2 separate regions of the Callithrix jacchus genome follow, and region 2 is linked to region 1. A link is a contact called in public Hi-C data. All regions are on one chromosome and are shown on one strand. Each heading gives the region's core, a stretch centred on a gene start, on an enhancer-like site or on the middle of the called end of the contact. The rest is flanking DNA. Distances are from core to core; before and after follow the strand shown.

The links. Hi-C and Micro-C count contacts between places; a contact is called where the count stands out from the background.
Region 2: a Hi-C map of induced pluripotent stem cells shows a contact between it and region 1, with 1.8 times the contacts expected there. The contact joins the promoter of KPNA3 here to the enhancer-like site in region 1. A contact is called at or near these places in 2 of 3 Hi-C or Micro-C datasets (induced pluripotent stem cells and skeletal muscle).

The regions. Positions count from the first base shown.
Region 1 is chr1:66,153,556-66,156,663 of calJac240_pri, reverse strand. No RefSeq gene overlaps it. Among named protein-coding and RNA genes, the nearest start is that of KPNA3, 35 kb to the left of the region's middle. Within about 2 kb of position 1,858, at least 4 of the 16 cell types and tissues checked have an H3K27ac peak or open chromatin away from gene starts, as enhancers often do.
Region 2 is chr1:66,188,921-66,191,951 of calJac240_pri, reverse strand. KPNA3 (karyopherin subunit alpha 3) reads right to left here and starts at 1,510. Exons shown (of 17, transcript XM_035297823.3): 1 at 1,374-1,510. The coding sequence starts at 1,442.

The DNA of each region.
Region 1 (3,108 bases), core at 609-3,108:
CTGGCATCTACTGCATGAGCATGGCCTTCATGAAAGACTTTTCTGGCAGGGTGCAGTGGCTCACACCTTTAATTCCCAGTATTTTGGGAAGCCAAGGGGAGAATTGCTTGAGCCCAGGAGTTCAAGACCAGCCTGGGCAATATGGCAAGACCCCATCTCTACAAAAATAAAAAAGATTAGCCAGGCATAAGGCCCACTCTTGTAGTCCTAGGTACTTGGGAGGCTAAGGTGGGGGTATCACTTGAGCCCAGGAGTTTTAGGCTGCAGTGAGCTACAATCATGCCCCTGCACTCCAGCCTGGGTCTCAGAGCCAAACCCCATCTCTAAATACATACATAAATAATAAAAATAAAGAATGTTTTCTGGCCAGGCGTGGTGGCTCACACCTGTAATCCCAGCACTTTGGGAGGCCAAGTTGGGTAGATCACTTGAGGTCAAGAGTTCAAGACCAGCCTGGCCAACATGGTGAAACCCCATCTCTACTAAAAATACAAAAAATTAGCCAGGTCTGGTGGTGGGCACCTGTAATCCCAGCTACTTGGGAGGCTGAGGAAAGAGAATTGCTTGAACCTGAGAGGTGGAGGTTGCAGTGAGCTGAGATGGTGCTACTGCACTCCAGCCTGGGGACGGGGAGACTGTCTCAAAAAAAAAAAGTGTTTTCTGATTGTGCTCTGGGTACCAGTTCTCCTGAGAGTGAGCATCACTGTGCTGGGTCACAACTGTCTTGTGGAAGACATGTGGCTGGGGCCATCTCCCCACAGCCACGGCACAGAGCCTTGCATAAGAGGGAGGGGCAGAGGGAGGGGCGATTGCTGGAAGCAGTTGGAGAATATCCCCTGGACTGCCTTCAAATACGAAAGGTTAGTTTTTCTGGCATGAAACACTGTGTCTTATAGGAACACCTCTGCCACTGCCTCGCAGTGTAGACACCAGCAGTCGAGTACATGTAGTTACCACTGTTGTTTTTTTAAATAGGTCCTGACTCCTTCAAGGAGTCAGGCAGTAAACAAGTAAACAATGGAAGCCCGCTTGTAAACCATCCTAAGTACTCCTTTGGAGTGCCTGCAAAAATCAACCATCCTCACAGGTACAAAGAGGGAAAAAAGAAAAACAAAAGGAATTACTTGAACATCTTCATTTTCAGACTAGCTTAGGGCAGTGAAAAAGATGACCAGTGGAGACAAGCAGTGGTTCAGGGCTGAGGCAGCGGCGGCAGGGTTCCGGGGAGAGAAGGGAGGGTGGCAGAGGCTGTCCTGACTCCTTGCTTCTGGATTCTCCTGCTGGGCCTCTGAGTGGGTCTGCAAGTCACTCGCCCTCTTGTGAAGGGCTGGGCATCGGAGCTCCTTTTGACCACAAGTGTTTTGCTGGTTTTGGAGTCACGCAGACATCTGTCACTGCCTGGATTTAATTCCCTTAGCTGTGTGACCCTCGGCCGGTTGCTTAATATCTCTGAGCCTTACTTTACTCACCTGGGAGGAACAATAGATCTGTTCAGAGTAAGTGAAGTAGCACACTGGGCGTCGGGGCACACTCGGGGCCGCGCTGGCACGCAGGGGACCTGGCCCGCCCGGGGTTACTGCCTGGAAACCGCTGCGAAAAGCATGGAGGCTAACGGGGACGAGAGCACCTCCCGCGGCCAGAGCTGCCCTCCGCGTGTTTCCCCGCGATTTTGCCGCCTGCGCGGCCGAGCGCCGCTGAGGATTATGGAGACAGTCCGCCCTCTAGTGGCCGACTTCAAAAGTTGCTTCAAAGACAAGGCTGAATGAAAAGCGTTTGGGGCGCCCTGAACCATGCACAGTGTGGGAAGAGGGCTGCCTTTCCCTTTCCATTTACCAGAGCTGGCAAAGCCTGTTCCATCATTTTTGGGAGCCTTAGAGGGGATCCGGTTGCACTAGCCTGCATCCTCAGGTTACTGAACTGACCACGGTGGGCTAAACTGAAAAAGTTTCTTTGTTCAGGCAAGAAAGACTCAGATTTAACAAACATTTACTGAGCACCTCCTATCTTCCTATCTCTGTGCAAGATGCTTTCACTTACTTTGCCCATTTAAACCTCTTAATAAGACCGGGCACGGTGGCTCACGCCTGTAATCCCAGCACTTTGGGAGGCTAAGGAGAGAGGACCGCTTGAGCTCAGGAGTTCAAGACCAGCCTGGGCAACAGTGAGACCCCGCTCTACAAAAATAAAAAAATTAGCTGGACATGGTGGCACACGCCTGTGGTCCCAGCTACTAGGGATGCTGAAGTGGGAGGATTGCTTGAGCCCAAAAGATCGAGGCTGCAGTGAGCCATGACTGTGCCATTGCACTCTAACCTCTGCAACAGAGCAAGACTTTCAAAAAAAAAAAAAATCAAAACAATAAGCCTCTCGGTAACCTGTGAGGGAGAGTTTAAACATTGTTTTTCTGATAAGATGGTGACACCTTCTCAGGAAAGTTATTGCACACAGTGGAAACATGGCTATGCGGCTACCTCAGGATTTGTGTTAGTCTACTTAGAGCTGCTGTAACGACCCAAACCTGGGCGGCTTAGGCAGCCCATCCTAATGACCTCACTTTAACTGGATTACCTCTGTAAAGATTCTGTATCTAAATCAGGTCACATTCTGAGGTATAGGGGTTAGAACCGCTACATATGAAATTTGGGGAATATAATTCAACTCATAATAGGAACTTTTATTTATTTGTTTGTTTGTTTTTTGGTCTCACTATGTTGCTCAGGCTGATCTTGAACTCCTGAGCCCCAGTGATCCTCCCACCTTGGCCCCCAAACGTGCTAGGATTACAGGCATGAGCCACCACACCTGGCCCCACAACAGGATTTAACCCATAACTCCTGATCCAGAGTCTGATAGTTGCCTGCACATTCAAGCAGTGGTTCTTAAACTTGGATGTATATTGGATTCCCTGGAGAATTTAAAAAAATTATATATATATATATATATATATAGATAGATAGATAGATAGATAGGCTGGGCACGCTGGCTCATGCCTGTCATCCCAGCACTTTGGGAGGCCGAGGCAGGTGGCTCACCTGAGGTCAGGAGTTCAAGACCAGCCTGGCCAATATGACGAAACCCCATTCCCTACTAAAAATACAAAAATTAGCC
Region 2 (3,031 bases), core at 261-2,760, 36 kb before region 1:
ACCAGGAAAGAATACATGATCTTTATTTGACTCATTCAAATGGGAATTCCACGGATATCTCCCCAGGTTTTTTCTACTAGTATTTAATTTTGTAGCTCTGAAAAACAGCCTGAGTTTGTTTCTCTACAAAATAGAACGCTGAATGGTATATACAACCCACCACCTTCCTTAGGACAGGATAAAATACTCACCTCTTAATCACACTAGCCTCTTAGCAAAAACTACAAAACTGCATATCATGTCACCCAGTATTAGAAAAGAAGGCTGTAGCCTTAAACCATTTTCCCCCTAACAAATCCAAAGGTCACAGGCCCAGTGAAGTTTGTGCATGTACTCATTGCTTTCAGCAGCTGCAGAGAGACCTCTAGCGCTGCCTCAATAAGCCGAGTTTGCAAATAGTACCTGCTAATGTCACCTTAATGAGACAATGGCAACATGCTGAGTAGCAACGAACTGAGTGACCGCGATGAACGCTTAGTTTTGCAACCACTTGGAAATTCTACTAGCTTGTAGCAAGAGGTATGTGAGAGGACTTATGAACCTATGTATCCAATTTATTTCAGTAAAATGTGTCAAAGAAATTATCACCCTATGCACACCCTACTCCAAGAAAGGCTAAGAAAATAAGTCCTGTGAGCGGAGGTCGGAACAACCTCTTTTCCAACGCCTGAACACAATAGATGGCAAACTATTGTCCACCTTCAGCTCGCTCCAAATACCAGCAGTTGCAGGAGTATGAGCTGGAACAGCTCGGCACGACTAGACCAAAGAACAGCACTGGAATATAAGAAAATAGTCCTGGCGCATCCTACCCTCCCCCATCCATCACCCTCAAACAAGTCAGTTACCCGGCTGGTCCCCACCCCCCTCTGCGGGCCGCCACCGCCCGCCAAGGCCCGGCTCCCAGAAGGTAGGAGCCGGGACCGGCAGAGCCGAGGCTCCATGCGCGGGAGGCACCGAGGGGGCTGCACCGGGCGGAAGGTTGCACTGGCGGGCGCCAGCAGCAACCGCCCCTCGACTGTGCGGTCGTCGGCCCGGGGCGGCAGCATCCCCGTTCGTCCGCGCGGCCACCGCCCGCGGACCCCGCCTCAGCTCCTCATCCCCTCCTCGCCGACATCAGGCCGCGCCCGCGTGACAGGGCCGAAAACCCCGGCATTTCCCGGTCGCCGGGCCGGCAGCTCTGGAGGGTGGCTGCAGCCCCGCCCGCGTCCCGCCGCCCGCTCCGCCCAGCCCGGGGCCACGGTGACGGGAGGCGGCGGCCAACTCCGGCCGACCACAAGCTGGCGAGAACCAGCCCGGCGCCGGCCCTCCGCCCCTCCTCGCGTCGCCCAGCGGAGCGGCCAGGCGGCCCCAGATCGCGGAAGCACACTCACTTCCACATCGCGGCCCTTGTTCTTGAAGCTCTTGATGCGGTGGTTCTCCAAGCTAGGGTTCTCGGCCATGGCTGCGCGCGGCTCCGGCGGCGGCTACTCCTGAGGCTGCGGCGGCGGCGACGAGTCTCGGCGCGGGCGGGGGAAGAGGGGGAGAGCTGGAGGGAAAGGAGGTGGGGGGGAAGAGGAGAGCACGTTCCGTGACGCCTCCGAGCGCGAGGTGGCAGTAGCGCCGGGGGAGGCGCGGACCGATAGCCGGGCCGGGTGGGGCGGGAACGGTTCTAAGAGTGGCGCGCGCCCGCGGAGGCTGGCGACACGTGACTGGGGGCGGCGACCGGTTTGGGCGTTTTCGGGATGACCCTGCCCTCCTTCCCTGCAAGAGCTCTCCACAACCTCACGGTGCCGCAAGTCCTGTGCCAGAAATGGAACGGGACTTCGCGGCTTTTACCGCCCCTCAGGTGCGGGTTGGCGGTCGTCAACTACAGTTCCCAGCATGCCACGATCCGCCCGGAGCAATTCTACTTGCCTAGGGAGGACGAGGAGCATGCCGGGATCGCTGCGCGCGGCTGTTTGCGCGGCGCGCTCATATTGCTGGGCGCGAAGTCCCCCCCAACGACCCAAGTCCGCCTCTAGGCGGGGAAGAGGTAGGAGGTATCCTGGCACTTTGTGCCCTATCAGGAGGAAGAGGGCGGGGTTTCCTGGGAGCGCATCTCGCTGCCTGTAGCTAGAAAATCAGAAAAAGAACAACCGCTGGTGCTTCACTGTCTCGCTGTTTTGTGGGGGTCTCCTCAAATAGCAGCCACCTTCATTCACTGTTCCCATGCTCTGCTTCAGTTTTATAAATAGCACTTATTTCTACCTGACATGTACGTAAGTATCTATGAGATATAAGTGCAAGTGTTTATGTGCGTTACCTGGCTGCCCGCACGGGGCATTCAGCTCAATGAGAGCAGGTACTTTCGTTGAATTGCTGCTGAATCTCTAGTGTCAAAACAATGCCTAGCGCGTTGTAGATACTCAATAAATACTTGTTGAACGCCAGCTCAACAACGACACTTTAGTGTCGCCCAGTTTCTTCATCATCCTCCCAAGCCAGGTTCTGCAACCTTCACTCTGGCAGTTCCTGCGTTTCCATGCCCCCAATTCTTCTTTTTCTACCACCACACATAATCTTAGCCCTCAGGCAGCAGTGAAGCCCTGGGCCGCAGACTCTCCCGTGTAGCACTCCCACTCCCCACCGGGGGCGTGGAAGGAATGATGGAGGGAAATTTGGATAAATTACACTAATAAAGAGCTGCTTTGGCCGGGCGCGGTGGCTCACGCCTGTAATCCCAGCACTTTGGGAGTTCGAGGCGGGCAGATCATGAGGTCAAGAGTTTGAGACCAGCCTTGCCAACATGTTGAAACCACGTCTCCACAGAAAATACAAAAATCAGCCAGGCGTGGCGGCACGTGCCTGTAGTCCCAGCTACTCGAGAGGCGGAAGCAGGAGAATCACTTGAACCCGGTAGGCGGAGGTTGCAGTGAGCCAAGACCACACCATTGCACTCCAGCCTGGGCAACAGAGAGAGACTCCGTCTCAAAAAAAAAAAAACAAAACGGAGCTGCTTTGTGGAGCAGATGGGATTCATTTGCTTGTATGTTAAATAATTCATTTTCAT